Regions from separate parts of the Rattus norvegicus genome. Here region 2 is linked to region 1. A link is a contact called in public Hi-C data. All regions are on one chromosome and are shown on one strand. Each heading gives the region's core, a stretch centred on a gene start, on an enhancer-like site or on the middle of the called end of the contact. The rest is flanking DNA. Distances are from core to core; before and after follow the strand shown.

Region 1 (3,785 bases), core at 965-3,464:
ACTGCTGTAGGAATCAAGGTTGCCATCAGCCTATGAGTCTAGAAACCTAGGGGAGCAGAGAAGTCAGGGTTGCTGGCCTATGTCAATTAAACTGCGTGCTCTCTATTTTCTGTTGGCTCCTGCAGTGAGAAAGGTGAGCTTGTGAGCAAACAATGCTCTATACTATTTGATACCCAGAGTCCCTTAGTTGTCAGGAATTGGTGGACAACTAGAAGTAATGGACACCTATTATGAAGGGGTAAGAAAGTACCTAGCCCACCAACCATCCAGTTCCGTGATGTATGAGGCCATTTGCATGACTGAAGCACTAGACAGTGAATCTAGTATTAAAAAGAATTGTTTCATTACCTAACATCTCAGGTTGAGACTAAATTTTATCTCCTTGGTTCAAGTATCCCTGTCAGCTCCCACTTGGTGTGGAGAGGCTCAGGAACTTTGAGGTATGTTAACACCTTTGAGCAGTGGGACATCTTCCAAGCCACCTATTAAGGTGGAATTTCTTAAGCCCCAAGATGAGGGAAGTCTGATCCTCTCTTTGTGGACAGTGATAGATAGCAACATCTATATGCCTGTCACCATCTAAAACTGAGTGGTGCTCCAGCAGTTGTAGAGGGATGTAGTATTCTACTCCACGCTCCTCTACAGCAGATATAAATCCTATGTGTTGAACAACAGAAAACCGACTTGGCCATGGGAAAATGTTCCTAGGGTAATATTTATAAATAGAACCAAAAAGTGTTTCCAATGTCAACAACGGTATCTTGTATCAGAAGTGGGGTTTCGTGTTTTATACTTTGAGCTTGCAATACCCCAAGAATTGATTAGATAGATGGAGAGGCTCTTAGGTCAGGGTTTGGGAGCACAGACTGCATAGCCAGGAGGCATGGATGGAGATCTGGGTGCTGCCTGTTGCTTTCCATGTAATCAAAGGAAAAATGCTAACTCTGACCCACAGCATCCCCTTCTGCAGAGCTAGGCTAATGAGTACATCTGCTTTTTCACCCTCAGAAGGGAAAAGCAGGAGCAGTGACTTATCCCTGAGAGCTTAGAATAGTGACTGAGGCATAGAAAATAATAGAATATTTGGAGACATTTGTAAAATTACAAGGCTGTTGCAAAAGAAAATGCATCTCCACAGAGAGGCTACCTTCTAAGTAAAGAATTTAATAAGAACTTCATCAAAGACTTGGCTCCCCATATCATAACTAAAATGGCAAACCTCAAGCTGGCCTCTAGACTGTGCTAAAGCAGCCAAGGCTTCCTCTTTTGTTCAGGGCACCAGCATGCAGTCCCCTGGAAATTGCCACATCTGCCTAGGGTGAAAATTGGGGGTTAGGAGGTATAAATTCCTGGGCATCTCCAGGAGACTCAAGACAGGAAGCACTCTTGCAGGGCAGAGAGACCTGAAGCACAAGAGGCATCCTTATCCTGTAGAGAGCTCAGTGGTTAGGCATCCCCACACCAAGGCTGCCTCACAAGTGGAAGGGCAGAGCCACTGCTTGGGAGCTGAGGGTAGGCTGGGCATGGGGATGGAAAAGTGCTGGAAGCAGATGACCAAAGCAGGAATGGGCATAGACAGAGGGACTGAGCCCTGGGATAGACAGAGCTGGCAGTCGGCCAAGAGCTGTCAGTGGAGGTGACAGCAGCTGCCTGTTCAGTTGTCTCTTACAAATTGCATTCTCCCACCCACACCAAAAACTGTGTGGTGCTTGTCCTGGCTCAACCCCCACTTCAGATCTAGAACAAAGGATACATCTGAACTCTGAGCTCTGAGGGGACACCGAGTTCTGTGTTCTGCAGCGTGATGCCGAGAAATTAAAAAAATTAAGAAGAGGCTCCTGCCATTGACAACATAGGCAACAGCTAGGAGGGAGGGACACAGGGAGGGAGGGAGGAAGAGAGGAAGGGAGGAAGAGAAGGAAGAAAGGAGGGAAGGAAGAAGGGAGGGAGGGAGGAAGGGAGGGAGGGGTGGAGAGAGGGAAAGAGAAAGGGAGGGAGGAAGGGAAGGAGGGAGGGAGGGAGGGAGGGAGAGAGAAAGGGAGAGAGGGAGGGAGGGAGGGAGGGACAGAGAAATGGAGGTAGTTGCATCTGGCCCCCTCTGACCCAGGCATCCTTGAGTGCCTTCCTAGTGCCTGCTTCCGTGATCTCTGTGACTCACTCAGGCACAGTCCTATTTCTAGCACCAGGACACAGGGAGGCACCCTGCCTGGTCCTTTCCTTCTGGGGGAGGGAGGAGCTTCCATTTTCTGTGATTTCACTACAACACTGGAATTATGTAAGGGTTTGTTTTTCCCTCCATGAGGAGGGGCCCTTCTCCTCAGCTTCCTACCATGGTTGTGACGGAGAGCATGTGGCAAGGCTGCAAGGACTCGGGTCTCAGTGCTGGGTTATGTTCGGACCGACCTCTGGTTTATACTTATAGCGATCTCATTTTAATTAAGTGATAAAACCTCAGGGCTTCCACCATGCTAGCACAGGAGACCAATCATGTGTTCAGAAGCCACCACGCTGGGCGCTGCAGATAAAGTGCAGCATTTCTGCCAAACTCCTAAAGACAAGCAAAGCAGCTGAGCCCTCTGAGGACTCAGCAGCTCTGCCAGTTAGCTGCAGGGCTGACATTCTGCTCACCTGAGGTCAGGGTGTAGACACAAGGCTCCCCACCAGTCTCACGACATGAGCCACCTCATGTCACCATCACAGGAAGAATTGCCAGTATCTGGATTTTTCTAGAGGAAGAAATCTAGAACCTGGGACAAAAGGTTTCCTGAGCCATGGAGCCAGTAAATGCCAAAGCAGGAGTCTCCCTGTGAATCAGTCTTTACTCCACACCCCACCCTGTCTCTCAGGTACCCACACACCCTCCGTGATAGGACCCTTGTTAGCACAGACTTATGCCTCCCACTGGAGTATTGCCTCAGCTGTTACGGAATGGGCTCTCTGTCTTGACCAGGGTGGGATTTCAAAGATTAGCACTGGACTATATACACACTTAAGCTCAGAACTGTTTGTGTGAAGTCTATCATGGCTCAATAAAAAGGAAAAAAACGATATAGTTCAATATGAATTCAAAAGTACTTTGTTTTTCAGATAAATATGTCTTTCTGAGTTTGCCACAAATTCACGTAAGAAGACTGAACTGAGTTAGAAACTTGAACACAGCCAGTGAAATGGACTCCGAGTAGAAGCCAGACCATGAATGGAGTCATCAGTCACCATCATTGCTTCTAGCCAGGCCTGGTCAGCCGCTGTAAGCCAGCCTCCACTGTCCAGACTGGTGCCACCCTGGCGGGGTCTTTACGCTGCAACCATGGTCTTGTGTAGTTCACACAAGTAACATGTGTGATCCTGTCCACACCCGGCCTGTGCTAGGCCTAGGAAGTGGCACAAATGGTTCCTTTGGCTCCCTCCCCCTTGAACCTACACATTTGCTGTGGCTGCAGATACTCAGGGGGAAAGAGCTGAGTCTGGTGTGATATCCAGGTGACCTGGGCTTTGGCTTCTCTGGCTGTGACAGGCTGTGATTAGCTTGCCTCTTGCAGGCATATTGGTGGGATTTTGAAGAGGACTCTTCTGGGCATTTTGCCAGCTCACCTGACCCAGGTAATGCCTGGCCTCTTGTGAGTCATTTTCAAGCCCCCTAGGGTCCCCTGCTCTTCCAATATGGCACTTTACCTGTCCTCTCTCAGTGGGATTATATAACCCCTATAGGCAGTGTGCTTGGACAGAGGACAGGGCCATCCCAGATTCCTCAGCAGGCCAATCTAGAGAAGGCCCCTGTGTATGCA
Region 2 (3,875 bases), core at 155-2,654, 190 kb after region 1:
TGGTCAAACATTCGCAAGACCTAAACTACAAAGAATGATTGATAAGGACCGACAGAAACGTCTGTCTTGGTAGTGGGATTGGTTCCCTGCACTACCTGTGAGACATCACTGTCAAGGAAAGAGCTCTGCCGTTCCGAACCAGTGAAAAAGGAAACCAAACTTTTCCAAATAGGGTAGTTTGGTCTCGCCAAACCTATCTAAATCCAACAGGTGTCAACATACATCGCCACACTAAGGTCTAGAGGAGCACAGACTGGTTAGGGAAGAAACTGAGAGAAATCTGACCTGACCTCTAAGAGGATTGTGAAGGGGGAAAAAAACTAAGCTAAACTAGCCTGGTCTCTTGCCCAGCTGATCCCTAGGTGGTGGGGCCAAAAGATGGTGTTGGCAGAATCTCTCTGCTCACGCACAAGGATATGCAGGGTCTCCGAGCACTGCCCCTGCGCTGTCCGCTGTCCACCCAGCACCAGAGTTGGACAAGCAAGACAACAAGGCGCCTGGGGCTGGGAGCCAGGGAAAGGAGGGTGTGAGGTACCTGTTTGTCCAGCGCGTCCCGGGCGCCTGCGGGTCCTGCGTTGGTCCTTGGTGGGGCGGGCGTCCGCTCACAGCTGCAGCCCTCTAGGAGGTACATGCCCGCTGGGCGGCCGCTCTGTTCGCCTTCGAAGTAAAAGAGCACATTCTGATAGAGAGCGAACCACTTCTCGTGCCAGCGGCTCGCCTCGGCAGCCTTTTTGCTCAGGAAACCGCGCTTGGTGCCCTCCTTGCGCGCCAGGAAGGCCAGGTACAGGGCGTGCCCCTCGTTGTAGCGCACACTTTTCTGCATGGCGAGGGCGCGGAGGGCTTTCGGGTCGCAGCCTCAGCTCCGCGGCGGGGTCATCGCAGAGTGCCCTCTGAAAGGACGCACCCCAGTTCGCCTGCCACAGGGCACCCCGCTTGCCGCCCAGACCTAGGGCTCCTATCCAGGCTGGGGCACGGTCTCCTCCCCGACCGCGCCCTCTCCGGCCCTTGACACCTCCCGATCCCCGGAAGCCCGGTGCCGAGTGACCCTCCGAGGGCGCCCGGACCGGTGTCGCTCCACCCGAAGTGTTGCGGGAGCCCTGCCTCTGCGGCGGGCTGAGCTATGCTGTGTGGCGCGCGGCAGCTAGAGGACTGTCCTCGGGCAACGCGCTCTGGGAGACAGAAGGTAAAACGTCACGTGGGAGATCAGCAGTAATCGGCTTGGAGACCGATTTAAAGGGTAAAGCCAGCGCGGTGGCGGCCGCGGAGGCGCTGCCTGCTCGCACCAGCGCACACCCTCCACTCTCCACTCGCCTGCCAGGTCCCTGGCCTCCTCCTCTGCCCAGACCAAGCCTGGATGGAGTAGATCGCCCAGGAAGGGCAGGAGCGTGGTAGCACCCAGCCGCTCACAGCACAAACACGCACAAATGTGCCCTCACACATACACAGGCAAACGCACACTGAACACACACATGGAGACCAATACACACACACAAACACACAATGCTCATATTCGTACACAAAAGCACACATGCACACAAATACAATAAGAACAGGCACACAAGCACGTGTGCACTCGCAACATAAATTAGCAAATACCTTTTCACCCAATGTTCACATAAGAGTATAACATACAGTCAGGAACAACACATTCCTATGCACAGCACACAGACACACATCCACAATTACAAATGTACACCTAAGGTATGCACTTCTCAAAAACGCAAACCCACTAATTTGTACTTAAACAGGCAACTACATACATGTACATACCTTAGAGCTATCTCAAACACTCTCATATTTACTGTACCTAGTACATACATTTATAATCATACACACAAACGTACGCCTATACATAAACACACTGCCCCTTTCTGTCACACACACAATCACAAACACATGCATTTACATGTAAATGTGCAAATACATGCACTCCTAAACACACCCATCAGATACGAGCACTTACAGACAGAACACAGACAAATGTATGGGCACTAGGAGACATACATTTTTACAGCTCGTGTGCCCGAACTCACTCACAAAAAGGTTCAGTAGCAGCAGGTGGAGTCACAAGGTGGCTTTGCATAAACCACAATGTTGGCTTTTCAGCTTGTACCAGCACCGTAGAGACCAAAACTACCTGTGAATGTTGATAGGAGACGTTGGGTGTTCCCAGAAAGCCAGCAAATGTGTCAATTCCTTTGGACACCTGCTATGTAATTAAGATTAAAAAAAAAAAAAACTAAAAGTTCAGTATGACATTTTAAATAAGGGGAGAAAGGATAACCTTATCAGGAAAACTGCTGTCTGAGGCAGAAGCTGTCCTCAGAGGCCAAACTGTCACGCACAGGCTAAGCAGAGTCCCTTGTCAAGACCGGGATTCATTTGATTAACAAATCTTACCGCTACTGGAAAACCAAGACACCCTGCTCAAACAAGACACAAGTGGAAACGATATGCTGTTCTAGCAGCTTCAAGAGAAAACTAGTGAATCCCCACAGTGTTCTTTTTGATTCTGCCTCACATTCTTTTTATTCCCCAGAGCCAGTTATTAAAATGAGTGGCCAAAAGAATATTGTGGAAAGAACAGAATAGCAAAATGCCTCCTTTCAGGACAGTGAACTGATGGCAATACACCTGTCTTGTCCTGTGGTTGTGTGCTCACAAGTTGGCCGCCCCAGGGTCCTGTCTGTTCTGAAAGGCTGTCTTTGCAGGATGCTTTAACTCTGCCTCACTGAACAGCTGAGTGGTTTTGCATTTTACTGTCAAGGAAAACTTCACTATAAAAATCCATGTACTAGGCAAATTGCCATTTTGAACGGGCTGTGGGAGAACAGTAGCCACCCTCTAACATACAGTTATGTATCTGAAGGACAGTGCTGGGTTGAGCTGGGCTTAGCCCAGCTGAGAGCTTGTTATTTAGAGAAAAACAGCTAAGTTGCTGTTCACAAGGTTCTAGAAGCATGGGAGAGGGTGACTGCCTCTGGGGCCTTTTCTTTCCCTCTCTGTGGTCCAGCTGCATGCAGATCTGGGAAGAGGAAGCCAGAGCATAACAGTGTGGTCGGGCACTCAAGTTTCAAGCAGGAGCCAGAATGGGTCTCACACCAGGACAAAAACAATTCTGTCCTGAATATCTTTACCTTTTAACCCCCTGGTGTTCCCTCAGATGTGAATGACTTCTTTCCTCAGTAAGTGCTGTCTCTGACATCCTGCTATGACCTCCCCCCCCCAAAAATGTCCTTATTTGAGCCCCAGAAAGTATTCATCTCAACCATTGTCTGACCTCACTTTCCATTACGTGAGGTGCGGTGAACTTCATCTGCCCAAGGCAGTGAAAGATTAAAAGCTCTGTTTTTCTCCACAGTTTGGTTGACTGCAGCATTGTTGCAGTGTACATGTGTGTTTGTGTGTGTGTGTGTGTGTGTGCATACACATGCACACATACATGTGTATGCATATATGTATACACACGCATGTGTGCATGTGTTCATTGTATATGCATGCACACGTGTGTGCACGTGTATATATAAATGAATATGTATATACATACATTATGTGAATGTGTACATGTAGAGGTTAGGGCAACCTTGGCTGTTGGTCTTCACTTTCCACCTTCTCTGAGATGGGTTCTCTTTTTGTTCACCACCACATATGCCAAGCTGGCTGGCCTGCAAGCTTCCAAGGATTCTTCTATCTGTGGCTCCCAGTTCATCACAGGACAGTGGAGATTACAGACACCTGACACCATGTTGGCTTTTATATAAGTTTCAGAGGTCCTAATTCATGTCTTCATGAATACATAAGTGCTTTGCCCAACAGAACCATCTCTCCAGTCCCTATATTGGATTTTAATTCTAGAAATTCATTGCCACAGTTAT

What was found. A called contact is a pair of places that touch in the nucleus more often than the background predicts.
Region 2: a Hi-C map of frontal cortex shows a contact between it and region 1, with 1.7 times the contacts expected there. The contact joins the promoter of Rasgrf2 here to the enhancer-like site in region 1. A contact is called at or near these places in 2 of 12 Hi-C or Micro-C datasets (Schwann cells and frontal cortex).

Annotation. Positions count from the first base shown.
Region 1 is chr2:24,904,232-24,908,016 of GRCr8, forward strand. All of the region lies in intron 18 of Rasgrf2 (RAS protein-specific guanine nucleotide-releasing factor 2), which reads right to left. Among named protein-coding and RNA genes, the nearest start is that of Ckmt2, 61 kb to the left of the region's middle. Within about 2 kb of position 2,215, at least 8 of the 93 cell types and tissues checked have an H3K27ac peak or open chromatin away from gene starts, as enhancers often do.
Region 2 is chr2:25,095,207-25,099,081 of GRCr8, forward strand. It overlaps Rasgrf2 (RAS protein-specific guanine nucleotide-releasing factor 2), which reads right to left and starts at 1,405. Exons shown (of 27, transcript NM_053721.2): 1 at 536-1,405. The coding sequence starts at 823.